Regions from separate parts of the Mus musculus genome. Here regions 1, 2 and 3 are each linked to region 4. The links are chromatin contacts, called in public promoter capture Hi-C maps. All regions are on one chromosome and are shown on one strand. The core of a region is the stretch at or near the end of the contact, and the rest is flanking DNA. Distances in the headings are between cores, read along the strand shown.

Region 1 (2,700 bases), core at 95-2,594, 1.1 Mb after region 4:
AAAACCTCTCATTGCTCTAACATGCTGTGGTTATCTCTGCAACCATGGAGACCTTTGTGCCATATGGACCATGTGACTTCTGGCTCCCATACTTCCTGAAGTTATGGGCACACACCATATACCATTGGGCGTGTGCTGACTGTAGAGGAATTGGGTGACTGGCCATATGAGTTTTAGAGATTTTCCCAGGGCAAGAGGGTTCTCTTGGCTCTCAATTTTTCTGGTCCCTCATGCCTCAGTGGTCCCCTGTGTGTGGGTCAGGCATGCTTGTTTAGCGGTGCCAGACTGAAGCTCCGGCCTTCCGGTGTACCAAGCAAGTGTTGTACTCCTGAGTCAGGTTTTCTTCAGTTAGATGCTAACTAAGCTCTCTGAGAGACCCTCAAAGTTTTTGAGGTGTAGCTCAGTCAGTAGAGTGCTGCATCTGCAAGAGCAAATCTCTGGGTTCAAAGGTCAGTACTACCTAAAACCAGGAATGGCAGTGCCATCCCCTACCTGTAATCCCAGCACTCCTGAGGTACAAGCAGGAAGATCAGGAATGCAAAGTTACTGTAGCTGTAAGTTCGAAGCCAGCCTGAGCTAGTTGAGACCCCCTTACCTCAAAATAAATTTAAGTTACAATTCTAAATTAAATTAAAATGTCTAGGGCTGGAGAGATGGCTTAGTGGTTAAGAGCACAGACTGCTTTTCCAGAGGTCCTGAGTTCAATTCCCAGCAACCACATGGTGGCTCACAACCATCTGTAATGGAATCTGATGCCCTCTTCTGGTATGTTTGAAGAGAGCGATGGTGTACTCATATACATAAAATAAGTAAATAAATCTTTTTTTAAAAAAATGTTTAAGTTCCTCGGAGTTCTTGTTAAGTTCAACGGACAAAAGATAGACTAAAATAACCACGTCTGCCCTTAATCTTTCAGCAGCCATTTCTCTCCCTCCGCATAAAGCTCCTTCTAACCTTGTTATTTCTCAATCTCTTCGGCAACTCTCCAATCTGCTAAACTCCACCTGCTGGCTGGAGGTATAGCACAGAGAACCCGCGGCTCCTAAATAGTCACTAAATAAAACGACCTGGCTTCAGCCTTCCCCTGAAGATTGGTGCAACAACGTGGACTTCTCCCAGTTTTCCCCACACCTTGGGTCTTTCTCACTTGCGGGGAATCCGGCAATTAAATCCTTAGGCGAGTCTACGGAATTTAAATTCAATAGAGCAGAACCAGCAACGCCGCCTTAAGTCTTTCTCCCTTCCAATGCCAGAGGGCGCTCCAGAGCCGCAAGCCTGACCCCACCCCCTCTCCTTCCAAGCCAATCGTTACTCTGAGAGGCGGGGCTACTCGCCGGCGCTTGCGTGTTAAGAGGGGGGCGGTGCGGGCCCGGAAGCAAGGATGTAGGAGCTGAACTTGAGTGGTGGGCTGTGGACTCTGGGATGCTGCTGCTGCTGCTGCTGCTGCTAGTGGCTGCGGCCCAGGCAGTGGCCCTGGCTCCGCGCCGCTTCACTCCGGACTGGCAGAGCTTGGACTCGCGGCCACTGCCGAGCTGGTTCGATGAGGCCAAGTTCGGGGTGTTCGTGCACTGGGGGGTGTTCTCGGTGCCCGCCTGGGGCAGTGAATGGTTCTGGTGGCACTGGCAGGGCGATCGGATGCCGGCCTACCAGCGCTTCATGACAGAAAACTACCCGCCCGGCTTCAGCTACGCCGACTTCGCACCGCAGTTCACAGCGCGCTTCTTCCACCCGGATCAGTGGGCCGAACTCTTTCAGGCTGCCGGGGCCAAGTGAGTGCGGGACGGGCGCGAGGCGGGAGCAGGCAGGCCATAGCCGGCGCTGCCTGACCTCGGAAGGTCCAGGACCCTACGTTCTGCATCTCGGAGGAAGGACGCTAAAGACGAGAATCCAGCTGAGGATCAGTTAAAAAAATAAATAAATAAAATAAAATAAAATAAAATTAAGGCGGGAAAGCACTGGGTGGTACACCTGTGCGGAGAGAGACTAGAATCAGGCTACATCGGTGTCTCGTTTGAAAGGTCCAGAACACAGCCCAGATTCCCGTCGGTGGCCCTGAGTTGTAGATCTGACCAGTCCCCTTAGGCTACGGGTAGCGTCCGTCCGTGGAAGCTTATAAAAAAGCGCCGCCTGACTTCCTTGTAGCCCTGTGCCTCTAAAGGAAGAAGGAAGGATGGAAGTTTGGGGTTGCTCTTTGTTGGGGTCTCCCTCACTTCTCACTTGCTTATAGTAGAACTCAGAGGAGGAAGGGGGTTGTTTGGGCAAAGCCCTGCAGAGGAAGTGCGTTTTGAGAGCCCTCTAAGCCAGAGAAAATATTGGCTGACTTTGGACGCGGGATTTGGCCACTGTGAGGGCAGCCTCCCGCTCCTGGCTTAGTGTAGTCCTCCGCTCTCTTCATTGATTTTCTGCCAAACTCCGACTTTTTATTCCCTCGGGACGTTAGGTTTTCTCCCCCGAAGGGAAAGGCTGTGTATAGCTGGCACTTAGTATTTTCGCCAAGTAAAAGGCCTGAGGGAACAGAAATCTGTCATCTTGCCATCTTGAGAGCCGTAATTTACAAAGTTGAACTCCAGCCTTTTTCCAGACTTCCTGTTTAATGGACGAGGTAACTAGCCCAGAGAGAGGAAGGAGAGGAAGGAGCCTGGTGTCCTAGACTGCAGGTCTATGATCTGGAAGTGAAAGCTCCAGAAAGCTCATGGGACA
Region 2 (2,700 bases), core at 103-2,602, 1.0 Mb after region 4:
CCTTGTGATGTTTCCATAGTTCCAGTTCTAGAAGTGTTGAAGAAAATATGACAAGATGGCATTAGGCTCGACTTCAAAACCATCTACCTCAAAAAACTAAAGTCGTGAGCTAGATACCAGTTTGTGAAATTGAAAGAAGAAAAAAATTAAAGCAAGCTCTTCTTTCATTCTTTGTACAAGCTAAAAGAAATAACCCCACACACCGAAAGCCACCCGTGGCTGGTGGGGTCTCCTATACCAGACTGGCCTCCAACTTTAAGCAGTCTTGCCCCAAACTCTGGAGTGCTGGAATTACAGGCACATAATACTGCAGCATCGCCATGCATGGCCGCTGACCTTAATAGTTTAGAATTGCTTCACTCCTAAGATAATTGGCCCCACTGTGATGGGAATCTTTATACCTTTCAGTTTGCTTTTCAGATTGAAGGATTTCCACTACTTGTCCTCTTCCTTGCTGCCAAGCCCAGGATAAGAGACGTTGCTTTCTGCTAGATCCTTTCCTTTGTCTCAGTACACAAGTTTTCATGAGCCAGTCTGCTGATTTCAGCCTAGGAGCTGAGGTCCACATCGAGTCTCCTCAGCACACAAGTTTGAGAGAAGTCCTAGCTAGAAAAGGAAAGAGAATTACTTGAAAATAACCCCAAAAAGTGATCTTTTAGACATTCTACAGAAATGGCTGTCGCTGCTTCCTCAAAGCTTCATAGATGATGTATGAGACCACGACTTTCTTTGACCTCATAAATATCAGCTTACAACTCTTGGGGGCTTACCTGCAACTCTTACCCGTTTTAAAGTGAAACTAGGACCCGCACAGCCATTTCCACATCAAGGTTCTGTTCCCAACAGCGCGCATCGTGATTTCGCCTATGACTCCGGTAACGGGTGCCATAATTTTTCACAAACCATAATAACCTTACATTCCTAAAGATCACGCCTCTAAGGGGAAAGGTTTCTCTGTTCTAATTAGCAAACACCCTCACAAGGCTGAGAAGCCTCCGACTTTGTAAGTCAGAAGGCCCGCACTCGCAGTCACCCGCACAGTGAACCTGCAAGCTCGCAGCCTCAGCCCGCGGCTCCGCTCCCAGGGAGTCGGTCGCACCCGACCGGCCTCACTTCCTCTTCAGCCAGGCCCAACAATGGTGCCCGCGATGGCCAACATGGCCGCCCCCGCCACACTCACCGACTTCGAGCGGCGGCGGCGGCGGCTCCCTCTCGACCTCCAAGCCTCCTTCCCTCTACAGGGAGAAACGATGCACGGATCTAACAGCCCACGAACGAGTCACGGATCACAACTCCGTCTGGGGACCAACCTCCTACTGCCTTTCCCGACAAAATGGAGGCCGCTGCAAGCGCGGAAGAGGACCGGAGACTGTGCAGCCAATGAGGACGCGGCAGCGCGTCCCGCGGCCAATGAGACGCCAGCCACCGCCTGTTGCTGGGGCACGCGGGGGGGGGGGGGAGTGCGGGGTGGCTGTTGTCATGGTTTGAAATCCTGCGGGAGGAGCATGTCGGGAATAACTGGCCCGCTTCGGGAGCCGCGCTGCTGGACTTTCCCCGGCTGGCGGAGGGCAGCTGCTCTTCTGCTGGCCTCTGGCAGCGGGGCCCGTACTTTACTTCCGTGACCAGACCTCTGCGCGGCGCCCGTCTTTGTTCCTGGCCCTTTCTGTCCTGCGGTCACTGGGCCAGCCCCAGAGCTGCCGTGGGTCATATTCACCCCACCCAGAGCCCGGCAACTATTTCTGCACATGACCACCTTCCTTTTTTATGTCTCCTCTGATCTAGCTTCACTTTTTTCTCGGTACCTGAGACTGTCACTACTATCAGGGCCTGCTTTTTCTATACACAGCACTTGCTGGATCCCTACACATTTTTTGGTCTTGTTTCGAAAGTGGGAAAACTAGAGAAAAGAAATATACCGCTCAAGAATGACAGCAAGGTTCGGGAAAGAAAGGAGAGATATCTTTTGTTTAAGAGAAAAAGAAAAACGTGTATCCTAGAGTCAACATTTCAAGGGTGAACACCAATTTCAGTGAATAATTCTGGGGGTAAATGTGCCAGGTGTCTTGCCTCATTCAGGCCTGTAATCACAGCTTCTCAGTTTTGAGGTCAGTTTGGAGTACATAGCAAAACCCCCATCTCAGCAAAACAAAAACGTTTCATTGGCTCCAAATTGTGATGCAAATAAGACACACACACTCACACATCTATCTATATAGCCATTGCTGTCCAGAATTAAGTTGGTCCAGAATTCTGCAAGCCTGTCCAAATGCATCTAGGGTGTTTTATCTGCTCCCTACCTCATGCTAGACTTTTGCTTATGTCATCTCATTCCAGTCTCAGCAATTTTAAGGGCAAGGTGCTATTCTGATTTCCAGTGTTCTTGGATTCAGGACATCTCAGTGGTGCCACACTTCAAAGCATAATGCTACAGTGAGTTTCAAGAGCCTGGGCTCATGTGCCCTTCTTCTCTGTGCCTAAAAGGTGCTTGACATAGAGGACACCATTACCCACATTGTCGGAAAGCTTGGGTGCCATGAAGCCTGCCTGTGTCCTGCCACCTGGCTGAGCCTGCTCTCTCCTACAAGGTCAGCGTCAGGCTGCCCTTTGGGAGAGCATGGTTCCGGCATTCACCATGTCTTAGCACTGTCTCTAGCTCATTAATAGCTACCAGTCCACAAGAGCTCCAAACTCTGGACCATG
Region 3 (2,700 bases), core at 172-2,671, 1.1 Mb after region 4:
ACAGAGGTCCCTGTCCCTGATGATAAGGGCTAGAGCTGCCTGGCCTGGGCCAGCTCCCCAGAGCTGTGCCTAAGCACTTGCTTGGGATGGCCCTGGGTGAGTCTGCCTGCCAACAGAGCTGATGTCCACCGCCGCAGGGCCTTTGTTCTACCTCTGAGGACAGAGAGCAGTTTCCCCTTATGCCAGCAGAGCATTTGCTGGAATGGTGGGGGTTGATCTGCATCTGTGGTCATCTGCCAACGAAATCTCCACTCTGTGTGTGATTTTTTTGAAAACAGCTTATGTAATTAAAGGTTTAATTTTCTAATATAACATTCAAACGTGTGTTTATGGGTGGAGGAGTAAAATTGCTCTGAGGGAAGAGGGAAGGTTTTGTGGCTGGTTCATCTTTGGATCTCTTCCATCGCCACACCCAAGCCCCCAGACCACTGACTGGAAATCATTGCTGTGGGGAACACCCTAGGACTCGCTTCTGAGAACGTGCCTGTTTCCAGAGCAGGAAGATAGATCAGGAAGATAGATCTCTTACTGGTCTGGAACTAGCTAAGGAGACTAGGCTGGCTGGCCAGTGAACCCCAGGGATCCATCTGTATCTGCTTCCAGTGAGATAACAAACTTCCACAATGGTCAACTTGACAGTATTATTATTATTATTATTATTATTATTTATTCACGCGCTAGCTATCTTCAGCTTCCCTTTTCATAAACTCACTGAAATTCTGCTGGGCCTGAAGACCTGTACTACCAGGAAAGATTTAGCTTCATTTATGTATTTGTGAGAGAATGCCAGCTATGTATGGTATGTGCAACGGAGGTCAGAAGCGGGCATGGCATCCTATGTAATGAGAGGCGGTAGGTATGTGGGTGCCAGAAACAGGACTCGGGGCCTCTGCAGGAGCAGCCTCCCGAATGCTGGGATTAAAGGCGTGTGCCACCACCGCCCGGTCCCGCTTTGTATCTTAAACCGAGACAAAAGTGTCTTGAGTCCCTATACGGGGGCAGGTGCGCAAACACAGCTTTGGGGGAGGGAGGCAGCGGCTCAGCGATGGGCACAGCAATTGCTACTGTGAATGTCAAGGTTCCTTCGCCATCGCGGGTTTCTTCCCACGTGAACTTGGACGCAGCCCGGGCCAGCCATGTCCTCCAACTGGAGCTGCCCGACCAAGGGTTTGACACAAACAGTGGCTCTGAGTGGAGGGACTAGAAAGGGCCCAGTCCCGACCTTGTTTCTCCTCAACAGCCCGCCGGTAACCGGATGGCGTCCGCACCCCTCATTTCCGCCCTCGATGGAAGCGCACTGCGCAGGCGTTTAAAGCCTGTGCAGACCATTTGTCCCTCCAGGGTTGCCGTCCAGGCAGTAACCCAGTACACACGTTTCCTGGAGGGCGTGGAGGGGCGGGGTCGGGCTGGGCTGTCAGGTCTTAAAGGGGCCGCGGCGCTGGTCGCGGGAGGCGGTGCCTGGAGTCAGCGCTGGAGCTTCCGCAGGTTCGGCCGGTAGAATGAAGGGCTTAGTGAGCTCGGAAGGGCCAATGCTTGGTGGGGAGCGAGGAGGTTCCAAGAGGGTCGGTTCGTGTTCGGAACAGGGCCAGGCTCACCCCTTCTGCTCGCGTTTTCCGCAACCGTAGCGGGGGCCACCCGAGCCCATTCATTCGGGGCTCGGCTCCCCGCTCCTGCTCCCAGCCCAGACCCGAAGTCCAGAGCTAAGCTCCGCCTCGCCCAGGCTGCTGAGACCCAGCATCCGCTCTCCTGCCTTGTACAGACAGGGAAAACTGAGGAGGGGACCGCTGACCAAGGTCATCCCCTAGTCCGGAGCGGAGCGACCTCAGAGCAGCCTTTCTGCCACCAGAGTCCCCTCAGCGACCGCCTCCCCGCGTCTTCGCGCAATGCGGGAGCTGCAGGGAGTCGCGGGGCATAGTCTCGGGGATCCCCCTTAGTCAGTTCTTATTGCTGTGTGACCCCAGGCCGACTGCCTCTGGGCTCAGACCCTAGTACCCAGGGCTGGTAGAAACACCTGCCACATCCAGATGTTGGGAAAATAACGCACAAGTGCGGGGTAGTGATTCTGGGTCGCACTGGACGCCCCGTCCAGTGGGCTGCAGCAGAATAACCCCAGCAGAAACTTGAGGCAGCTCGGAGAAAGACGGCAGCGAGCCAGGTCGTGAAAATGAAAGGCCTCACTGTGTGGACTGCCTCTCTGTCCGCCCAGCAGTTTGCTCAGGGTGGGGATGCACACCTGGCAGCGGAGAGCGAGCCAAATCCACGTCGACACCGGCTCACTTGGTGCTGCCCTCCTTGGGCGGGATCTGTGGCTCCAAGTCAGCTGGGCCAAAGCTGAGCTATTGGCTGCCCCAGGGTGGGGTGAAGCCCTACCCACTCCAGGGCTGTTGGCACTGCAGCCTCTGAGCTGGGCACAGCCTTCCTGGCTAAGGACCCCACCCTTGAGGCCATTTGGCGTTCTTACTGCTTCCTCCCAACTGACCTTCCAGGGGAAGGGTTGTTGGAGCACTAGATGTTAGTCATCAAACCCAGGAACCTTTTGCTCCGGGGAAAAGGTGTCAGTTTACAGGGACAGGTCCCTTTTTCTGTATCCTAGCCTCCCATTCTTAAGCGATGTTCTTCTGCCCGAGACTGTCCATACTCCAGACATGGAGGCAGGAAGGGTGGGTCTTCAAAAGGCCCATCTTCCCACCCTCTGTCAAC
Region 4 (2,700 bases), core at 16-2,515:
ATCAGCTACCGCCTGTATTTTTCTCCAAGATTCACAGCAAGACCTAAACCGTAAGGCGCCAAGAGGACTCAAGTAAAGCCTTCAACCGCATGCTGAGCACTCTCTGTCGTAAACTAATTACTTCGCCTCGGAAATAGGCATTTCCAGAAAATAACCTCCGCACACAAATTGGGCTTGGGGAAGCTGTGACAGTCACCGAAATGCCCCATGAACCTGTTGTCCTTCTGTCCAGGAGAAGTGGATTCAATTTCTATTTAAAGGGACACCACTTTCCTTCATGAACAGAGGATTTAAAAAAAAAAAAAAAATCCCCAAACCTGAGTTGGGCGAGAATCCCTGCAAAATATCTGCTTGCAATTGTCAGAATGTTTGCTGAGGAACTGAGAAAAGCCGCGGTCTGGAGCGGTGTCACCGGCACGATCTGGGGGTATCAGCCTTGGGCGCTCCGAGCCAAGGTGGGGACCCCGTGAGGCAGCAGAGCGCAGAAGAGTAGCCGGCGTGGCCCCGCCCCGAGCCCGAGGGTCCCGCGCCCCTGGCAGCTCCTAACTTTGGCGGCTCGCTCGCCCGGCCGCACGCGTCCACGAGCCTCGGGCAGCCAACCCCCGAGCCCAGCGTGACCCGGGCTCGGTAGGGGACCGAGCGCACAGCCTGCTGGGGACCCCCGGGCTTCTGGGCTCCGGGCCGCGGGGGTGCCGCCCCTCCCCCCGACACACCACCGCCAACGGCGGCCCCGTGGCTCCCGCCCGCGCCCGCCGCGCCCTCCGCCTGGCCCTCGCCACACCCCGTGGCCCGGGGCGGACCCTCGGCTGGCTGGCTGGCCCGGCGCTCCGCGGGCGGCGCGCCTCAGGAGAGCCCCCGGCGCGGGCATGCGGCCTAGTCGGGGGGTTACATAACGGGGCCGGGCCCCTTCCGAGCGGCGCCCGGGACCCGCTGGCCCACGCCCGGCACCGCCGCTCACCTGCCGTAGATACCCTCGGTGATCCGGTTCCGCTTCAGGGGGCGGCGGAGCTTACTGCAGTCGGCGTTCCGCCGCTTCATCCTCCCGCTGGGGGGCCGGTGCCCGAGCCGCGCCGCCGCCGCCGCCTCTCACCTCAGCCGCCGTCGCCCGCCCGCCCCGCGTCGGGCCTGAATCCTACCCCTGCGGCCGGTCACACAGACATGGAGCCAGCACCGGGGGGGAGGGGGCCAGGAGGGGGGCGCCGAGCCTCCTCCGCCTTCGGAAACAAAGAAATGACAATTCCGGGGCCCGCCCGCCCCGCACCAGCCAGCCGCCCGCCCCGCCTCCTTTGCCGCGACGGACGGCCCGCATAGCCAATCGAAGGCGCCGCCGCGCCGCGCACGGCCAATCCCGGTGCCCGCTGAGGCAACACGGACCCTTAAGCCCGCCTTTTTGAAGGACAGAAGGACACACCAATCAGGATAAGGCCTAGACGCGTGGCCGGGCCTATCAGAAAAGAGTTAAATAGAGGCTTATAAATAGGCCCTATAAATATAACATCCTATATTATGCCTTGTTGCGAAGGTACGCTTCGCGGTTATTGGGCTGCGTCTCGCCGTGGGGAGGCCCACGTCGGCGTACACCGTGTGGCGCGGCGCCGCGGGCTCCCGCCTGGCGTGTGAGAACCGAACGGCGTGGTGCGCTGCGTGTGGGGACCTTGCGCTGACATGTGCTTCAGTCAGCCGCGTCCTTATGTAAGAGGGCGTCCCGGGAGCGCCGCCGCGGCCCCTTCTGCGGGCAGCCGAGCACGCAGCCATACCGGCCGCGTCAGCCGGGCCACGAATGACAAAGCAAACCACACACACATACACACACACTCACACACACCCTGCCAGCTTCCCGCGACGTGGTGACAGCGCGCCGACCAATCGGAGGTGGTGGGGCGGGGCCTGTGCGGGTCCGCCCCTGGTTCGCGTCACCAGAGAGGGGCGGCCCCTCGGGTGCGCGCGACGCCGCGCGGGGCTGCCGGGGGCGTGTGCGGCGGCGTGGCCGGGCTCCACGTCCGCAGGTTTGCGCAGGCTGAGGGTTCCGCGGGCTCCTCCCCGGCCTCAGAGGCTGCGTGAGGCGGTCGTTTGCTCTTTCCGCCCACTAGCTCTGTAGCTTACCGGTGAGGGCGGAACGGCAAAAAGACAAGTGAGATGCTCAGCGGGGAAACGCGTTTGCTGCCAAGTCTGAGGACCGAGTTCGAACCCGGGAATCCACGTGGTGGGCGGATAGAAGGAACTCCTACAAGTTGCCGCCTGACCTCCCACACGCACGCCCACACAAACACAGTTCCTAAATAAGTTTGGTTTTGGTTTTTAAGCGGCAAAGACTACCGGGCGTTGTTGGTGGCGCACCACTTTGATCCCAGCACTGCAGAGGCATGTGGATCGCTGAGCTCGAGGCCAGCTTGGTCTACGAAGTGAAGACCGCCAAGGCTGTAACATGTACCAACAATTTATATAAACAAACAAATAATAAATAAATAAATAAATAAATAAATAGCAAAACCGGGGAAGTGTGGGAAAGTAGCCATAGGAAGCAAATCACTGGTGGCTCCTGACTACTGGCAGAAGCATTTTAGTGTATGTCTTACACAATTTTCTTGCTTAGTTGTTATTATTTCTATAAAATAGAATCGAGCACATAGTAGACATTTGGTTTCATATCAGAGTCTTCGTTTTACGTGTTGTTACAACCTTTTATAAAGATTTCTTTAA

Evidence for each region. Promoter capture Hi-C pulls out the DNA fragments that hold promoters and counts their contacts.
Region 1: a contact with region 4 is called in a promoter capture Hi-C map of liver, with 4 times the contacts expected there. The contact joins the promoter of Fuca1 here to the promoter of Maco1 in region 4. A contact is called at or near these places in 3 of 39 promoter capture datasets (hippocampal neurons, liver and pre-B cells) and 1 of 484 Hi-C or Micro-C datasets (B cells).
Region 2: a contact with region 4 is called in a promoter capture Hi-C map of liver, with 2.7 times the contacts expected there. The contact joins the promoter of Pnrc2 here to the promoter of Maco1 in region 4. A contact is called at or near these places in 4 of 39 promoter capture datasets (hippocampal neurons, liver and pre-B cells) and 1 of 115 datasets of contacts at active chromatin or transcription factors (pancreatic cancer cells).
Region 3: a contact with region 4 is called in a promoter capture Hi-C map of hippocampal neurons, with 7 times the contacts expected there. The contact joins the promoter of Gale here to the promoter of Maco1 in region 4. A contact is called at or near these places in 2 of 39 promoter capture datasets (hippocampal neurons and pre-B cells) and 1 of 484 Hi-C or Micro-C datasets (embryonic stem cells).

The regions. Positions count from the first base shown.
Region 1 is chr4:135,919,382-135,922,081 of GRCm38.p6, forward strand. Fuca1 (fucosidase, alpha-L- 1, tissue) reads left to right here and starts at 1,345. Exons shown (of 8, transcript NM_024243.4): 1 at 1,345-1,769. The coding sequence starts at 1,423. Cnr2 (cannabinoid receptor 2 (macrophage)) reads left to right here. Exons shown (of 2, transcript NM_009924.4): 2 at 1-838.
Region 2 is chr4:135,872,494-135,875,193 of GRCm38.p6, forward strand. Pnrc2 (proline-rich nuclear receptor coactivator 2) reads right to left here and starts at 1,353. Exons shown (of 3, transcript NM_026383.3): 1 at 1,181-1,353; 2 at 402-606.
Region 3 is chr4:135,962,304-135,965,003 of GRCm38.p6, forward strand. It overlaps Gale (galactose-4-epimerase, UDP), which reads left to right and starts at 1,422. Exons shown (of 11, transcript NM_001356493.1): 1 at 1,422-1,485. Hmgcl (3-hydroxy-3-methylglutaryl-Coenzyme A lyase) reads left to right here. Exons shown (of 9, transcript NM_008254.3): 9 at 1-365.
Region 4 is chr4:134,852,080-134,854,779 of GRCm38.p6, forward strand. It overlaps Maco1 (macoilin 1), which reads right to left and starts at 1,266. Exons shown (of 11, transcript NM_025382.6): 1 at 959-1,266. The coding sequence starts at 1,038.